Regions from separate parts of the Triticum aestivum genome. Here region 2 is linked to region 1. Evidence: chromatin contacts called from public Hi-C data. All regions are on one chromosome and are shown on one strand. The core of a region is the stretch at or near the end of the contact, and the rest is flanking DNA. Distances in the headings are between cores, read along the strand shown. Region 1 holds the start of LOC123097930 (AT-hook motif nuclear-localized protein 29). Region 2 has its middle 41 kb from the start of LOC123097931.

The links. A called contact is a pair of places that touch in the nucleus more often than the background predicts.
Region 2: a Hi-C map of leaf shows a contact between it and region 1, with 4 times the contacts expected there. The contact joins the enhancer-like site here to the promoter of LOC123097930 in region 1. A contact is called at or near these places in 3 of 5 Hi-C or Micro-C datasets (all in leaf).

The regions. Positions count from the first base shown.
Region 1 is chr4D:362,144,204-362,148,817 of IWGSC CS RefSeq v2.1, forward strand. LOC123097930 (AT-hook motif nuclear-localized protein 29) reads right to left here and starts at 2,212. Exons shown (of 1, transcript XM_044519777.1): 1 at 805-2,212. The coding sequence starts at 1,836. The coding sequence ends at 1,066.
Region 2 is chr4D:362,417,519-362,422,132 of IWGSC CS RefSeq v2.1, forward strand. No RefSeq gene overlaps it. Among protein-coding and RNA genes, the nearest start is that of LOC123097931, 41 kb to the right of the region's middle. Within about 2 kb of position 1,978, at least 1 of the 8 cell types and tissues checked has an H3K27ac peak or open chromatin away from gene starts, as enhancers often do. A contact at or near this core is called in leaf, where this site is marked.

The DNA.
Region 1 (4,614 bases), core at 962-3,461:
GGGCACCGGGCGAATCGTTTTTGGCGCGAAAGCGCCGCGGGCCAGCTGCGTCAACGACACCGCCCGCCTCGTCTTCTCCCGACGCCTCGGTTTCCCGCGGGGAATCAATGGCAAGGCTGCCGCCGTTCACGGGGCGGCGCGCCGACGCCTCCCCTCCATCGGACGCGTACACACGGACGCGGCGCGGCTATATATGGCCTCGCTCGCCTGTGATGAGTGCCACCTCTCCACCTCTCCCGAGCGCCGCCGCCGAGCTCTTCTCCCCCAGCCCTCCCTCTCCCGAGCGCCGCCGCCGATCTCTTCTCCCCCAGCCCTCCCTCTCCCGAGCACCGCCGCCGATCTCTTCTCCCCCAGCCACTCCCTCTCCCGAGCGCCGCCGCCGATCTCTTCTCCCCCAGCCACTCCATCTCCCGAGCGCCGCCGCCGATCTGTTCTCCCCCAGCCACTTCATCTCCCGAGCGCCGCCGCCGATCTCTTCTCCCCAGCCACTCCATCTTCCCGATTAGTTTTTTTATTAGTTTTTATATGTAATTGCGACTACTCGACTTAAATCCGCGAATATAAGCCCAAGTTTGCCGAAATTTGGCGTGTTTTAGCCGAACTTTGCGTAAATTTGGTACACAATTTTTTTTCCCGCGTCTGGGGCCGGCCCTGGGGGCGGCGGCTGGGGGCCAACTCGCCCAGGCCCATTTTTTTCGCCGGGTCACCCCAGACGGTGATTTTAGGCGCCCCCTGGGGGGCCAACGGCTGAAGATGCTCTAAGAATCGATCATTGGAAATTAGGAGGCGAAAACCAATTGATCATTGGAAATTAAGAAGCTAATTGACGAGCAACCATTGTTCGTTGGGTTCTTGATACCTGTAGGAATTTTACATTCCCAAGCTTCAAAGACGGAAGAGGAATGAAAACAAAAAAGGGAAAAAATATACCATACAAGTACCCATGCATGACATAGCACATTAATTAACAAGATAATGGAAGCTAGGCAAACGACTAGGGAAGAAGCAGAAAGCTAAACTAGCTAGGTAGAGGAACCGCGCGCGCGAGGATTCGCCGGTGCAGCGCTAGAATGACGTCGGCGGAGGCCGCGCCACGGCCGCCTGCCCCCACTGCCCGAACATGTCGCTGGGCGGCGTCTGCGGCACGGCGTACATCGGCGGGGGCACGGCGGCGCCCCCGCTGCCCTGCTGCTCCAGCTGCGTGGCGGCGCCCTCCGACCCGGACAGCACAGCGCCCTCCTCGGCGTCTTGATCCAGCGGCAGCCTCTCGTACGTGGCGTTGCCGAACGTGGCCGCGATCACCATGACGGGGCCCGACGCGAGCAGCTCCCCCATCACGCTGCCTCCGACCACCTGCCCCTGCCCGCCCGCGAGGTAGACGGCGAGCCCCGTCGCCCCGGGCGGCGCCGGCGCCGGGAGGAAGGCGCCGGACAGGGAGAGTATTTCGAACCGCCCCCGCAGGGCGACGGCGGCCGCCCCGGTCCCCGCGGGCTGGCGCAGCGTGACGTTGGTGACGGCGCCGCTCCCGCTGAGGACGGAGACGCCGCGCTGCCTGCGGCGGGAGAAGGCCGCGATGGCCTCGACGATGTCGGCCCCGCTGGCGATCTCCAGCACGTGGGAGCGCATCGCGTTGGGGCTCTCCCGCGTCACCACCACGGGCGGCTTGGGCTTGTTCTTGGACCCCGGGGGCCTGCCGCGCGGCCGGCGGCCCGACCCCGAGGACCCCCCGCCGGCCGAGGGCGGCGGCGACGCGTCGTCCTCGTCGTTGTTGCTGCCGGCAGGGACGTGGGCGTAGGCGTGGTTGCCCTGGAGCGGGTGGCCGTCCATGCTCCCCATCTCCTCGGCTTGGGCTTCGGCCGCCGCGCCGGCCGGCCACCAGTCTGCCAGCCCTACAATTTTCGCGGTCGTCGTCGAAGAACGAAGATGGCACAGCCTTAGGCTAGCGCCTCCAATGCAAGCAGCGGCGGCGGCGGCGGCAGTGAGTCTCTGGTTGCTAGCTAGTGGTTGTGTGGTATGGGACGGAACTATGGGCGTTGGCGTTGCTCTCACCGGCTAGGAGGAGTATTTATTTACGGCTCCTTCTAGAATTCGCTTCGCTTCTCTGCTCTCGTCGGCGCGGGCGCGGGGTAGCAGTCGTAGTCGCACTGGCACAATCAAAACCACTCTGCTACGATCAAACGGGAGGCTCATCTCTTGGCTCCCGACTGGGTACCGAGGCAGTATATATGCACGGGCAGATGTAACGGCACTGGTAGTACGTCGCGGTTAGTTAGTGAGCGCGTGGCCCAGTGGGCAGTGGCCACATGCGTACACACGTTAAGCAGTGTTTAGGAGAGGGAGGCATGGCCTTCTGATCGGGTCAGGTGGGCTTTGAAAAAATGTCGTGCAAATGGACGAAAACGGAACAGCTGCGCGCCGAGAGGCCTTTGGAAGCACGGAGCTGTTTAACCACGTGCTCCTTTTGAATGCCATGGACGAAGACCACGGAGTCCATAATGTCGTGCAAATAGTCGATTCCCGCTTTTTAGTTTGGAGGATGTGTTCAACACATATGACTTTACATGCATGTGCTCAATTTGAAAATCACACTTCTCTTGTGAAAATACCAAACGTCATATATTAGAATCGACTAGTCCTTATAAGACCGGTAATTCAAGTATGAGCACGGGCTCATCTACACCCGATGAACAATAATTTCATATAAAATAGTAACAAAATTCAAAAAATTCAGAATTTTTTAGGTATCGACTGTGATCGAGTGTGCAAGGAGGGTGCAAATTTTCGTGATGTTTGGGCATTCGAGGATCTATAGGCAAGAAAGACAAAATTGAGCCCAAACAATGTACTTATTCAAAGTTTCTTTCACAACCAATTTTTGTCTTTTTTGCCACGACCGCATCGAATGTTCAAACGTCACAAAATTTTGCATGCACATCACACGTTCAAGCATGTTGGATGCCAACAAATTTCAGTTTTTTTTGGATTTTATTGCTATTTTAAACAATTACTGTTCACGCCCATGTGCATATGCATATGGGCACTGAATCGCTTCCTTATCAGACCGTCATTACAGAAACTAAAAATTACATGCCAATCCTCGAAGAAATCAACGCCGTCTTCCTCCTGCACTAACAGGCAGCACGCGGCCACCTTCACGTCTGGACATCCGAAATACAATCGAATGTCCGAATGTCGCCAGACGGAGAAGGAGCCACATGATCAATACAAGAAATGACACCGTCCACTCCACCAGAAGACACCCTCAAAGGCCACCTACATAATATGGCTCAACCAGATCCACCACTCTTGAAGAACAACAACCAGAAAATTCCCCTCCCACCCTCTACGACACCGATGAGACCGCGTCGGCTAGATGCACCAGGAGTCGGGAACCTTATCCTTGAACCGCATGATGCCACCATCACCACCACAACATTGGTGTTGGGGAACGAAATTCCAATCCTAAGAAATCCAACTATAGTGCCGCAGCGCAAATCCGAGGCCCCACTCTCTCCTGTTGACATAGCAAAATGCGGAGGAGGAGGGGATCCATGACCTCGTTGGCAGGAGCGGTGGCGTTGTGGTGCATAGGGTTTCAAGAGTGGGAGACGGCTTAACAACACCTCTGGCTAGGTTACCGAAGTCAGGTTACAAATCACATCTGACAATATTTTGAACCCAAAATATATAGGCGCTCAATTTATTTCGCATTGTGTACATATACCAAATTGCACACTTTCTTTCTAACTTTTAAATTCGACTATAACTTTTTGAATATAACCAGGTGAAAAATGGACCGGGATCCATCTATCCGACCTTGAAATGTTTAACTCGGTAAGGGGTTGCGTCAGGGTGACCCTCTTTCCCCTTTGCTCATTGTCATTGCCATTGACCACTTGCAGCAACTGCTTGCCAAAGCTGTTGGGTTCTACGCTAGGGTGCATAGACTGCAAATTAAAAAATTTCCTACGCGCATATCAACCAGAAACAACGGGAGATGGATCACAGATCGTTACCACCAGACGCGCAGTGCCGTGTAGCGGAAGTAGAGTTGGGGCAGCGCGTCCGCGGGGTTCGTGTCCTCCTCGCCCAATCTCACTCGAACAATCGATCGTTGAATCCCACATACTGGTTCATCGGAGCGGCGCAAGTGCACCGCCTCTAACGGTATGCGCGCGTGCAGGAGGAACACCGTGCGACGGACTGCTAGGTCCGATCACACAGGCGACAGCGAGTGAAGGTGGCTATTCGCAACACATGCAAAACCTAGTGACGGTGCCGAAGTGATCAACTGAATGAGTGTGCCGCACCTCCACTACATATAGGCATCCGTCATGGGCTCAACACTTGGTCCTCGCACGGATCCTCAAGCCCAAAGCCTGTTCGGCTTGGATCCGAGTTCGAGTAGGATCACATCTGACTCGTGGAGTCGGCTCCGGCCTCACAAGTTCCTTCCCTTAAATGCGCGACCCCTTAGGTTCAAGTCGTCTTGGTCGCAGGTCGGATCACGTCCTACCTGCTCAACTGGTAGCGGCCTCTAGCAAGGCGTGCCGACCACCAAGTAGACAATGAAGCCGGTTGGCGAACCTGTACAACATGTCACACTTCTGCTTC
Region 2 (4,614 bases), core at 728-3,227, 270 kb after region 1:
AAGATCATCCACGACTGCCATTGCCCTTCCCGGCGCCCTTGTCGTCGTTCTCGCGGAAGTATCGGTCAAAGATGCAGTATGGATCGAACCGGCACTGCTCATCGACAGAGCTGTCCGACCCATCGTTGTCTTCCTTCTCCTCCTTGGGGGGCAGTCCAGCAATGGACGGACCGCACGATTCTGCTCTCGGGCGAGGGCGCGTGTGTTCCTCCGTTCCGCTTCTTTACAATGCGGGCGCTGATGGCTTCCTCCTCGACGGTAGCGCGTGCCGCCGCATCAGTCGCCTCCACCGCTGCCATGTCGGCAGCGAGTCGGGCCTCGGTGGCCCTCATCCTCTCCTTTCCACGGCGGGCACACCTGTCTCGGTAGGACTCATACTGCGGCGGAACGGTGATGGGGAAAGGGAGATTGGAAGACTCCTGGGAGGACCGCGATGATCCGGCCCCGAAGGATCTGAGCGCCCGATGCACCCACACAATGGACTCGCGCCTTACAGATCCGGCCGTCGGTCGGGCGCTGTCCTCCCGGGAGCGGCAGAGTGCAATGCAGGCGGCCATTGCCTCTTCCATACCGCAGTAGACGACACCCCAGTCGACGGATCTGTACTGATCACCGTCGGATCCACTGCTCGCCATGCCGGAGATCGAAGTACGGGAGCTTGGGTGGCGGTGGGGAGTGAAGGGAGTGAAGTGAAGTGGCTAGGATTTTGTCCAACGAGAAGTTGGGGAGGAATACAAGTGGGGTCAGGTGGGCCAGCATGGGCCGGGTCTGACGTAACGGACGCGTCCAGGTGCCCCATATCCGCCCCAGATTTGGGCTGAATATAAGGGTGTCGGTCAGCCCGAACTTTTGAACCCCGTTTGAGGCGCATGTCTGTGTTGCTTTTTTGTGACCGGTCAGTGACCTGCCGGCCATCCGGACGTTTGAAGCGGGTTTGGAGTGCCCGGGTGTAGATGCTCTAATGAGGTTGATGCAACGCGTGCGCGGGGCATAAGAATTAGTGATCGTAGACTTGGTTCTTAACCATGGTGTCTGCTACTACATCCCTTGACTAACTACCCACGTGAATTGGAGCCGTGAGCGCCGGAGGGGGGAGCTCAAACATTCCCGAAAAAACGCACCGACATCCCCGCTGTCGCCGGGTTTGTCAAACCTGCATGCAAATCTACTACGCCGAAAGAGCGGTCTCTGGTTGCTTCCCTTGCAAATGAAGTAAACCTTTTCGGCCAGACCACGAGGCAGTTTGACGAACGCATTGCCGACGGAGCAATACAAAGAACCTTACGCGTGTGTGTTGCTCAGAGTCGGAGGCGCCCCGCCGCAAAGCACAGATAAATAGCTTTGAGCTGCCGGTTCGCCACGGCCCCCGGCCCGCCGTGCCTTAAGTTGTCTGCCGCCGTATGAATGTGTGTTGTGCAGCGCGAGACGTAGTATAAGATTGCACCTCAAGTTACCCTACCGGCCCCAACGTGAACGCGACCACTGCAACCGGCCGGCAGACGCCCGCCCAACCTACTGCTCTATCCATCAAACCATGCAAGGAACTCAAGTCAGATCATCCAACCGCGCGTACGTAAAGATGAAATCAAGACCCAGTCTCTGTCTGTCTGCCTGCCTGTCCACATGCATTCGAGGCTGCACCGTATGGACCATTTCATCTCATGCATTAAACAAAATTTGACAAGATTTTCACACGGACGTGGAGTCTTTGACTTGGAGCGGCCATGCAGCGTGGTATCTGACCTCGCCCGATGAACGACAAACAGGCAGCCGCAATGGAAACTGGCACTCCTGTTGCAATCCTAGCTTCAGATACGTCTGATATCTGTAGCCGACGGCGCGGTTCAGAGACAAATATCCGGAGAAGCAAGAGCGGAGCACGGTCCGATCACGTCTCGGTTCTGAAGCGGGCGTTGAATTTGGAGCGTCTACCACAGCCCGACCGTGTATAAATAATGCATTATCACATGTACGTATATGCCTGGATATATACAGATTACTGGCGGCGCCGAAGAGCTTGTGGGCAGGATTGGTTCTGCCTTGGTATCCTTGGTTGACATCCTTTTAGAAACAGATATCAGCAGAGGGCAGATCAGCCATGTCAGCACCGCCAACGACAGGGAACTCGTGGGATAATGCGCTGAGCGAACGTGAGCCACGCAATGGAACGGAAATGGATCGATCGAAGTTGGTGTCTTTGACCTTCTTCTCCGCTGCTCCCCACTTGCAGTTGGATGGCTCCATCTCTATCTCCATGAAAGTGAAGGGGATTGAAACGTTGAGGTGCGTTGTCGGGTTGTTCCTTCCTGCATCGCACCTGTCCATTGTTCTAGTCTGTGCGCTTTGAGCTCTTCCGTTTTCGTTTCGATTTCTCTCTATCAGGAACAACCACAAGTGGCTACTGGCTGTGGTCATATATCAAGCCACGGTAACACACGGTCAAAAGCTGGGACGGTTTTGCACACTGTCAAGAAAAGTTTTGAGCCGGATGGTTTGCTTTGCTAGAAAAAATGAAGGGGCCATCCGCGGCCTCTGCAAGGTCCTTGTCAAACTGCTCCCTGAACAGACCGGCCATTCTTTTTTTCAGGCAAGACAGTAGGTCATCCTACTGCCTATTTTCTTCTTCATAAAGTGCTGTATATATAAAAGGCTAAAGGAAAAGACTAATGCAAGGTCATAAGCCCACGCACAACAAGGTAAATGAAAGTTTCTATCTATGATTCCAATGCAAGTCCCCATAAGTTTTCCTTTTGCTCTGTGCACAAGGAGACACATTTCTTCTTTGAATTTTTTCCTGAGCTTGTATATGTTTTTGCTGGTTTCCTTTGAAGATCTGATCGTTTCTGGTGCTCCAAATTGCCCAGGTGGCTAGTAGCATGACATTTTCCATATAGAAAGGAAGATACTCCCTCCGTTCTGCATATAAGATTTGGTCAAAGTCAAACTTTGTCAACTTTGACTAAATTTATAGATAAAACTATCAAGATTCACAATATGAAAACAATATTGTTAGATGCATCATGAAATTAATTTTTATACCATATAGCTTTAGTATTTTAGATGTTGATATTTTTCCAACAAAGTTGGTCAAACTTGACCAAATCTTATATGCAGACTAAAAAGAAACGGAGGGAGTACAAACATCATTTCAGGTCAGAAACTACGTCTTTGAATATTCATAGTTTCAAACTCTTAGGGCATTTCTAACCAATCCCTTATAACCGGTTAGAGGAGCAAAATACCGGCACCTAGCCAACCCCTTATCCGTCGTAAGGGAGTAAAACATTTACACCGTCCCCAAACTTCTCCCTAAATTTACTCCACCGCTCGGCGGCTGAGTAAAAGTCGCACCACTGCCTCGTGTCGCCCCCCACCCCTGCACTTTCGCCGGCGCTACTCCCGGCGACCCCCTGCCGGCCCCACCGCTACCTCGTTGCCTCCTCCGCCCTCCACCGCCCTTCTGCCCGGCGTCGAGCCCGTTCGGCCCCCTTCGCTATCGCCGGAATCAGGTGAACCGCCGCAGTAGTCGCCATTGTTGTTGATTCATCGGATTGCTTCTTTTCTTCTTCCTTTTCTGTCGGCCGCCACATCTCACGTTGATTGCACCCCGCGACAGGTCATTCCCTCTCGTCCCCGCCGGTCTGTTTGGTCAAAACGACACCAGCCGACCGGTGCACCACCACCGCTCCGCAAGTGTTCGACGAATTGGCTAGGTGAGTTTTTTTATCGTTTCTTTGTGAACCGAGCCGTGTGGATCGAACCTAGCCATTTAAATTGTAGATGAAGAGGTTGCGGGAGATGGCTTTGGAGGACTCGTCATCATCCGAAGTGGAAGAAGACGACGATGACTTTGACACCGTTTTAGACAAGATTTTCAATGATGATGTTCGGCAGCCGGGGAGAGGATCATAGTTTGGCCGCATACACATCAACCGTGATAGAGCGGAGGGTCATGCGAAGATCATGAGAGACTACTTTGACCCAAAGCCAACCTATCTGGAGAAGTACTTTTGTCGACGCTTTCGGATGCATACAAGTCTTTTTCTGACCATTGCAAAAGCCACTGAGAGATATGATGATTGGTTCAAGCTTCGGAGAAATGCACGTGGAGAGATAAGTGCAAGCGCTCTGATGAAATGCATTGCGGCTGTTCGAGTCTTAGCATATGGGTGTTTGGCCGATGCAATCGATGACTATGTCTGATTTGGTGAAAACACAAACTTAGAGGTTGTTCGAAGATTCACTAAAGCAGTGATCACTGTCTTTGGCCGGGAGTACTTGAGAGCACCAACCGAGGAAGACACCTAGAGGCTGATGACTGAGAGTGAAGCAAGAGGATGGCCAGGGATGCTTGGACCACTTGACTGTATGCACTGGACATGGAAGAATTGTCCTGCGGGGTGGAAGGGTCAGTACAAAGGCCACTGCAATGATCCAACGATCAATGTTGAGGTAGTTACATCAAAGGATCTTTGGATATGGCATTCATTCTTTGGTCTGCTGGCTCTAGCAATTACTTGAATGTGCTATTGAGGTCACCGCTATTTTCTAGGCTTATTAAAGGTGAAGCTCCTACTTGCAACTGCTTGGTCAACGGGCAAAACAAATCGATGG